Regions from separate parts of the Macaca mulatta genome. Here region 1 is linked to region 2. The links are chromatin contacts, called in public Hi-C maps. All regions are on one chromosome and are shown on one strand. The core of a region is the stretch at or near the end of the contact, and the rest is flanking DNA. Distances in the headings are between cores, read along the strand shown.

What was found. Hi-C and Micro-C count contacts between places; a contact is called where the count stands out from the background.
Region 1: a contact with region 2 is called in a Hi-C map of fetal cortical plate, with 1.8 times the contacts expected there. The contact joins the promoter of TBCD here to the promoter of WDR45B in region 2. A contact is called at or near these places in 2 of 14 Hi-C or Micro-C datasets (fetal cortical plate and liver).

Annotation. Positions count from the first base shown.
Region 1 is chr16:92,465,016-92,469,157 of T2T-MMU8v2.0, forward strand. It overlaps TBCD (tubulin folding cofactor D), which reads left to right and starts at 2,453. Exons shown (of 39, transcript XM_077973415.1): 1 at 2,453-2,765. The coding sequence starts at 2,582. The region is part of intron 1 of RAB40B (RAB40B, member RAS oncogene family); the gene reads right to left. It overlaps FN3K (fructosamine 3 kinase), which reads left to right. Exons shown (of 5, transcript XM_077973491.1): 5 at 1,193-1,806. The coding sequence ends at 1,531.
Region 2 is chr16:92,359,867-92,364,573 of T2T-MMU8v2.0, forward strand. WDR45B (WD repeat domain 45B) reads right to left here and starts at 1,574. Exons shown (of 10, transcript XM_028837040.2): 1 at 1,404-1,574. The coding sequence starts at 1,470. It overlaps LOC114673233 (a long non-coding RNA gene), which reads left to right and starts at 1,637. Exons shown (of 3, transcript XR_003723959.2): 1 at 1,637-1,741.

The DNA of each region.
Region 1 (4,142 bases), core at 1,203-3,702, 110 kb after region 2:
CCTCGCCCGGCTAGTTTTTTTTTTGTATTTTTTAGTAGAGACGGGGTTTCACCGTGTTAGCCAGGATGGTCTCGATCTCCTGACCTCGTGATCCGCCCGTCTCGGCCTCCCAAAGTGCTGGGATTACAGGCTTGAGCCACCGCGCCCGGCCAGAGTGACCAATTTCAAAACATAACTCTCGGCCAGGCGCGGTGGCTCAGGCCTGTTAGCAGCACTTTGGGAGGCCTAGGTGGGCGGATCACTTGAGGTCAGGAGTTTGAGACCAGCCTGGCCAACATGGTGAAACCCTGTCTCCACTAAAAATGCAAAAATTAACCGTGCATGGTGGTGCATGCCTGTAATCCCAGCTACTCGGGAGGCTGAGGCAGGAGAATTGCTTGAACCTGGGAGGTGGAGGCTGCAGTGAGTGGAGATTGCACCATTGCACTCCAGCCTGGACGACAGAGTGAGATCCTGTCTCAAAAAGAAAAAAAAAATCAAAATATAACTCTCAAAATGTTAAAAAAGAATGTGCATGTCAATCCAGAGTGAGTATGCATCAAAGAGACTTTAACTCATTAATGAAGAAACTAGGCTGGGTACGGTGGCTCACGCCTGTAATCTTAGCACTTTGGGAGGCCTAGGTGGGCGGATCACTTGAGGTCAGGAGTTTGAGACCAGCCTGGCCAACATGGTGAAACCCCGTCTCCACTAAAAATGCAAAAATTAACCGTCCATGGTGGTGCATGCCTGTAATCCCAGCTACTCGGGAGGCTGAGGCAGGAGAATCTCTTGAATCCGGGAGGCGGAGGGTGCAGTGAGCCGAGATGGCGCCATTGCACTCCAGCCTGGGTGACAGAGCGAGACTTCATCTCAAAGAAAAAACAAACAAAACCTGCAGACATATCTGCGTAGTGAAATAAAAGTGGAGAGAGTTTGTGAAGGTAGCGCAACACTGCTTCCTATTCTGCGGATTGATTAACATTGCAGCCCCGGAGGTTCTCCACTGCGTGGAGCTTCTGGACCTAAATTAGGAGGAAATCCTAAGTGAGACAAAGCTGGACTCCCTGAAGTCAGGTGGCCCCTATTTCTGGGCTCGCAGGCGGTGCTGGGGCTGGACACCAGAGCGGCTCGCGAGTGGGCTTTGCCTTATTTCCAAGAACGAGGCCGGGGCGCCCTGAGGCCGGCGGTAACGCAGCCGTTGCTCCCGTAGGTGAAGATCCCGGATCTGTTTTGTGGCCTAGAGATTGTCCCCGCGTTGCTCCACGGGGATCTCTGGTCAGGAAACGTGGCTGAGGACGACGTGGGGCCCATTATTTACGACCCGGCTTCCTTCTATGGCCATTCGGAGTTTGAACTGGCAATCGCCTTGATGTTTGGGGGGTTCCCCAGATCCTTCTTCACCGCCTACCACCGGAAGATCCCCAAGGCTCCGGGCTTCGACCAGCGGCTGCTGCTCTACCAGCTGTTCAACTACCTGAACCACTGGAACCACTTCGGGCGGGAGTACAGGAGCCCTTCGCTGGGCACCATGCGGAGGCTGCTCAAGTAGCGGCCCCTGCCCCTGCTCATGCCCTTGCCCCCCTTCCCCCTGCCCCTGTCCCCGACCCCCGGTTCCGTCCCCCCGGTCCCTGCCCCCCTGTTCCCGTCCCTTTGTCCCCGTCCCCTCTGTCCCTGTCCCCCGTCCCCGACCCCCAGCTCGGTCCCCCCCGTCCCCCCGTCTCCGACCCCCGGTTCCATCCCCCCCGTCCCTGCCCCCCGTCCCCGTCCCCCTTCCCCCTCCCAGATCCTGGGGACCAATAAAGCCCGCAGCGGGCCTCGGCTGGCGTCCTGCGCCTCCTTCCTCCGCGCGTGGGGCTGCTTTTCAGGGCCAGACGCACGGCCAGCTGTGCGCGGACGTGTTTGCGGCGGTTCAGGGGAAACGCACGCGGACCCGGTGGCCAAGACCAAATTCCGCGGGTCCCAGCGCGGCGGGAGTGGGAGTCAGGGCGGTAGGCTCTGAGGGGTGGGTCCCTGGGCCCGCCTCGCGCCCCCACGCGTGCTCAGACCCCGCCCCGCTCCACCTTCCCGCGGCTCCACCTCGCATACCCGCCCCTGCCCTAGGCGTGTTGAGGCCCCGCCCACCCCCTCCGGCCCCACCGCAAGCCCCGCCCCTCCCGCCCACGCGTGCCCGGGCCCCGCCCCCGTCGCGTCAGCCCCGCCGCCTGCCCACGCGTGCTCAGGCCCCGCCCCGGCGTCCCCCGGCCCTACCCGCAGCCCCGCCCCCTCCCCGCCCACCGCGTGCTCAGGCTCCGCCGAGCGGTCCCGGCTCCATTCGCGCCCCGTGTCTGTCCGCGGCGCGCTCTTCCAGAACCTTTGGGCCCCGCCCCCGCTCGCGTCCTCACGTGCACGGCGCGGTCCCGCGCGCGGTAGTTTGGCGGCCGGCGCGTTCCGTAGCGAGGCCGGCGAGCGGGGTCGGAGGTCGCGGGGCGGGGCCAGCGTCGGTTGCCGCCTCAGCGGGCGCCTCCTTTTCATCCCTCATCTCTCATCCCCGGCGCTCACGCTCTAGCGGAGTCGGAGCTGCGAGTCCGTGAGGCGGAGGCGCGGTCCCCAGGCAGCCGAGATGGCCTTGAGCGACGAGCCGGCCGCGGGCGGCCCCGAGGAGGAGGCGGAGGAGGAGACACTGGTCTTCCGCGCGGCGCTGGAAGCGTTCGGCGAGAGCGCGGAGACCCGGGCGCTGCTGGGCCGCCTGCGGGAGGTGCACGGCGGCGGCGTGGCGCGCGAGGTGGCCCTGGAGCGGTTCCGCGGTGCGTGGGCGGGGTCGCGCGCCCGCTTCCTCCCCCAGCCCGGGCTCGGCGCCCCGGGTGCACTTTCCTGGGCGGGGACCGCAGCCCGACGGCGCCGGCCGCTCTGCGAGGGCTGCCGGTGCGCGGTCCCGCGGGCCGTGGTGGGGCGCGGCCTTCCCAGGCGGGAGAGGGCCACGCGGGCGCGGCGTTAGGTGCACGGGGCAGACGCGCGCCGCCCTTGGGGGGACTGTGGCCCGCGGAGCGCCTGCTCGCGCGCGGGGTGAAGCCTCTGCGGCCTCCCGCCCCGTCCCCGTCACTGGAGGAGGTGCCCGGGCCGGGGAGACTCGGGCCAGCCCCCTCCGGACGGCCGGTCAGCCCTGCCGTGCCTGCCTCCACCGAGCGCGGTTCCTGTGAATGCCGTGTGGACAGGGAGATAGGGAACGGGAGGGGGAACGCAGGGAACAAACCTGCAAACAAAGGGCGCCGTGGGTGGGGAGGGCAGCAGCCTGCCGGTTCCGTGGACGCGGTGGACAGCGCGGGCTGGCTGGCCGGGTCCGTGCCTCTGCAGGCGGGGTGCGGTGTGGGTACCCCGTGGAGGCCATTCGATGCATCTCAATTCTCGGAGTTCAGATCCACCTTTACCGCTGTCTCTAGTGGGTTATTTCCAAACAAGTCCTTAGGACCTCGTAGTTAAATAGTTACGTAGGGTTTTGTAAATCAGTGAAATCATCTTTGTAGACCCTTTGAGTAAGAAGAACTTCTGCGATGACAGCACTCTGATTTTAGGAGTCAGGCAGGGTGGGGGCCCGTGGCGGGGGAGTGCGGGCTACGGCGTCAGATGCTCCTGCCTGTGAATTCTGGCCCTGTCACTTGGACCTGATACTTCATTGCCCGTTTCTTCGGCTGTAAGCTGGGGCGAATAACGATACCTCTGTGCAGAACTGTTCTGAGGGTGAGGGACCCTCATCCAGGAACCAGTGAAGCCAGATTTCTGGTTCCTGGTGTAAGAGCCCAATGGGTTCTTTATTTTTTCTCTTTTTCTTTTTTTTGAGACGAAGTCTTGCGCTGTTGCCCAGGCTGGAGTGCAGTGGTGCGATCTCAGCTCACTGCAGCCTCTACCTCCCGGGTTCAAGCGATTCTCCTGTCTCAGCCTCCTGGGTAGCTGAGACTGCAGGCGCGCGCCACCACGCCCAGCTCGTTTTGTATTTTTCGTAGAAGGGGTTTCACCATGTTGGCCACGCTGGTGTCAAAATCCTGACCTCAAGTGGTCGCCTGCCTCAAGCTCCCAAAGTGTTGAGATTACAGGTGTGAGCCACCGCGCTCGGCCCCAGTGGGTTCTTCTTGCGGTCTGCCCAGATAGAGTTGATTTGTCAGGGCGGGGGAATTTCGATGGAGGTT
Region 2 (4,707 bases), core at 324-2,823:
AGCACACAACCCTGGGGAAGCTGGCAGCGCCCAGGAAGCCTGATTGGCCCCAGGGCATCAGAATCACTGACCAGTTCTTTTAAGTACGTGTAATCCAGCTGGGTGCGGTGGCTCACGCCTGTAATCCCAGCACTTTGGGAGGCCCAGGCGGGGGGATCATCTGAGGTCAGGAGTTGGAGACCAGCCTGGCCAACGTGGTGAAACCCCGTCTCTACTAAAAATACAAAAATTAGACGGGCGTGGTGGTGGGCGCCTGTAATCCCAGCTAATCCGCAGCCTGAGGCAGGAGAATCGCTTGAACCCGGGAGGAGGTTGCAGTGAGTCCAGATCGCACCAGCCTGGGCGACAGAATTAGACTCCGCCTCAAAATAAAATAAATAAATAAATAAAATTGTCTTCACAAATACGGGATCATACAGCACCTGCCTGGATTCTCTTCAAAGACAAAACTTCCAAAACCAACACGTAAAGGCTCGCAGAAGTCTGTCTCGGAATAACGGTCATTCCTTTTCTTCCCCATCATGACCTTTGGGAAGTGCGCCCTTCAAATGGGAGCGGGGGAGGCAACCATCCGAATCCAGGTCCCGCCCGCCTCCCGCGGGAACCCGACCGCGCCGCTCTGAAGCACCTGCGGGGAAGGAGGTCACCTTCCCTGGGCGCTTTAAATCATCCAGTGCTTACACCTGGATTCCGACATGGGAAAAGAAGTAGGATTTCCCTCGGGCCTCCCTTAAGTCATTTTATTCCACCAAACACGAGGAAAAATCCCGGGGAGTGGGGGCGGGGAGAGTGAGTTTCCGACTGAAACTGACCGGAGAGGGGGGACCCGCACCCCACCCGCGCCACTCGCCACCAGAGGCGTCAGGGGCGCCGACTCCGCGGCTCCAGTGAACCCAAGCGGATTCGGCTCAGCCACGGGCTACCTGCTAAACACCCTGAAAGGAGCAGGGGGCAAAACGGGGTTCCGCGCAGCGCGTCAATCACGCTGCGCGGAAAATCCCGATAACCAGGGAGCCCGCAGGGAGCCAGGGGACCCGAGTGGGCGTGGCGCGCGCGGAGGGGCGGCCGCGCAGGAGGCCGGGGTTCTGCGCCGTCTCCCACCAACCTCGACCTCGGCCCGGGACCGCCGGCCGGGAGCGGCCACAACCCGGGGGTGAGCGGGGGACGAAAGGCCGGGAGGGTGGGAGCCGGTTCGGGCCTGGTCCGGACCCCGGCTGAGGCTGGGAGCGGCGGCGAGGGCCGGAGCCGGAGACTTCGGAGGGGAGCTCGGGCGGGGCTGGGGTCCCGGGTGGGAAAGCCTGGCCGGAAAGGGGCGCCCGGGAGAGGCCGGAGAGTCGGGGACCCCGGGCTGCGGGAAGGCCCGGGCAGGCAGGGCGACAGGGCCGCGCCTCGCGCCTCCTCACCGTGGTCCTGGTTGAAGCCGGCGTAGAGCAGCCCGTTGCCGTGAGGGTTACACGGCAGGAGGTTCATGGCTCCGCGATGCTGGGCCGCCGCTCCTCAGCGCCGCATGCCGCTCGCCGGGGCCGGCGGTCTGGTCCCCTCTGGCCGGCGCTGAGGCCGCCGCGGCCGGAAGTGCCGGACGTGCGTGCGTGCGTGCTGGACGTGCGTGCGTGCTGGACGTGCGTGCGTGCTGGACGTGCGTGCGTCCTAGATGTGCGTGCGTGCTGGACGTCCGTGCGTGCACGCGCGCCCCCCAGGGAACCTATGGAGCGCCGAGCGCATCTAACCAAAGCGAGGCGAGGCAAGGCCGGGCAGGGAGGGGAGGGGCGGGGCGGGGAGGGGCGGGGAGGGGCGGGGCGGGGAGGGGCGGGGCGGGGAGGGGCGGGGCGAGGCGGGGAGGGGCGGGACGGGGCGAGGCGGGGAGCGGCGGGGAGAGGCGAGGCCGGGAGGGACTGGGCGGGGCGAGGAGGGGCGAGGCGGGCGGGGCGAGGTGGGGCGAGGCGGGCGGGGCGAGGTGGGGAGAGGCGGGCGGGGAGGGGCGGGGCGAGGAGGGGCGGGGCGGGAGGCGCGGGAGGGGCGGGAGGGGAGGGGAGGGGCGGGACGAGGGGGGCGGGGCGGGAGGGGCGGGGCGGGGCGAGGAGGGGCGGGGCGGGAGGCGCGGGAGGGGTGGGAGGGGAGGGGCGGGCGGGGCGGGAGGGGCGGGACGAGGGGGGCGGGGCGGGCGGGGAGGGGCGGGGCGAGGAGGGGAGGGGCGGGAGGCGCGGGAGGGGCGGGAGGGGAGGGGCGGGGCGAGGAGGAGCGGGCGGGGAGGGGCGGGGCGGGCGGGGCGGGCGGGGCGGGACGAGGGGGGCGGGGCGAGGAGGGGCGGGCGGGGCGGGGCGGGGCGGGAGGGGCGGGACGAGGGGGGCGGGACGAGGGGGGCGGGGCGGGAGGGGCGGGGCGGGGCGGGAGCATCGAGCAAGTTCGAGGGAGGGTCCGGCCTTGTCATGCGCGGGGTCGCCGTGGGACGGAGGATGGCCCCTTGAGGGCTTGGCACCGACACCTGACGGTCAGAGGAAGGAGGGAGAGCCGGTGAGGGAGGCTGACCCAAACTGAGGCCCGGTGCATCATCCCTCAGGAGAGGCAAGCGCAGAAGCGCCACAATACTAGGGACCCCCTTCAGGACACACCGACCGCCAGGACAGAGACCTTCCCAGGACACGCAGCCCCCCCCCAGGACACACAGCCCATAGAGGACACAACCGTTAGGACCCCACCGAAAGGACAGGTGGTCCTCACACAGCACAGCCCCCGCAGGACTCCAGGCCCTCAGGTCACATTGCCCAGAAGACACAGGGGCCTCCCAGGACTCACAGCCCCCTGGGAAACACACAGCCTCCCCAGGACACAGAGCCCCCCAAGACACGCAGACCCCCAGGACACAGAGCCCCCCCCAAGACACGCAGACCCCCAGGACACAGAGGCCTCCCCAGGACACAGAGCCCCCCAAGACACGCAGACCCCCAGGACACAGAGCCCCCCCAAGACACGCAGACCCCCAGGACACAGAGGCCTCCCCAGGACACAGAGCCCCCCAAGACACGCAGATCCCCAGGACACAGAGGCCTCCCCAGGACACAGAGCCCCCCAAGACACGCAGACCCCCAGGACACAGGACCCCCAGGACACAGAGCCCCCCAAGACACGCAGACCCCCAGGACACAGAGGCCTCCCGGGACACGCAGATCCCCAGGACACAGAGCCCCCCCAAGACACAAAGACCCCCAGGACACAGAGGCCTCCCAGGACACGCAGATCCCCAGGACACAGAGCCCCCCAAGACACGCAGACCCCCAGGACACAGGACCCCCAGGACACAGAGCCCCCCAAGACACGCAGACCCCCAGGACACAGAGGCCTCCCAGGACACAGAAGCGCCCCCAAGGACATGTGCCCCCCCCAAGGCAGAGGCCCCCTCCAGGTCACAGAGTCCCCACCCCCGGACATAGGGGCCCCCTAGGACACACAGCCCATAGAGGACACAGCCCTTTAGGACTCCACCTAAAGGACAGGTGGCCCTCACACAGCACAGCCCCCGCAGGACTCCGGGCCCTCAGGTCACGTTGCTCACAGGACGCAGTTCTCCTCCACTCTTAGGGTCAGGCTGCTGAGGGCGTCCTGGTCACGGAGCTTTGTCCCCGGGGTAGGCTCACGCAGTGGATGGCCGTGGAGGCCTGAGTGCTGACCCTCGTTTCTCCTGCCCAGGGAGTCCTCTCCACTCCCCCTCCTCACCCTCCTGTCCCCTCCTGGGCTCTCCCTGTTCCCTGCAGCACACCTGATCTCCTAGGAGGTTCTGACACTGTCTGTCATCCTCATCCCACCCTCGCCACTTGCCTGAGCTGGTGCTGACCTCTCAGCCATGGGGAGGAAGGAGCTGGACTGTAAGCTCAGATCACTGGCCCACTTGGGCCAGGCCGTCTTTGCGTCGTGGGCATCAAACACCTCGATTCCCCCACAAGAGGGGCTCCTCCCTGAGAGTGACCAGGAGCCTCGAGATGGCAGAGTGAGTTGGGCTGCCCAGGTTGTGACTAGGGCTCAGGGGCCCAGGTCCAAATCACAGAGCTGGGGCGAGACTTAAGTGCAGTCCAGGGGCCCAGCACCCTCTTCCCTGGAGGGCACTGGGTTCTCCTCCATGCACACATACTGGTACCTGCTGTGAGAAGTGTCACATGGGGAAAGGAGAGAGGCGTGGGTAAGGGGCATTTCCCTTCATTTCCCTGCTTGCCACCCTTGGGGCCTCCTTCAGTCCACATTTTACTCAGTCTCCCGGTGGCTATACAGGCCAGGGGCGAGGGCATGTGCGGACATCCACACACAGCGCTGGTTGTATCCTAACCGAGAAACTCAAAGCAGCCTTGCCTACCACAGTGGGTTGAATGGTGGCCCTCAAAAGATGTGTCCTGGGGGGCTGAGTGGGGAGGATGGCTTGAGCCTAGGAGGTTGAGGCTGAGGCTGCACTGAACTGAGATTGTGCCACTACACTCCAGGCTGGGCAATACAGCAAGACTCTGTCTAAAAACAACCAACCAACCAACCAAAAGCCAAAAAAAAAGATAGGTCCACCCAGAACCTGAGAATAGGGGCTGCTTTAGATACAGAATCATTGCAGAAGTAATTAAGGATCTCAAGATAAGATCATCGTGGATTTGGGGTGTGCCTTAAAGCTGAAGACTGGCACCTTTGGAAGAGACAGGAAGGGAGGAGATACAGGGGAAGGCCGCCGCTGGC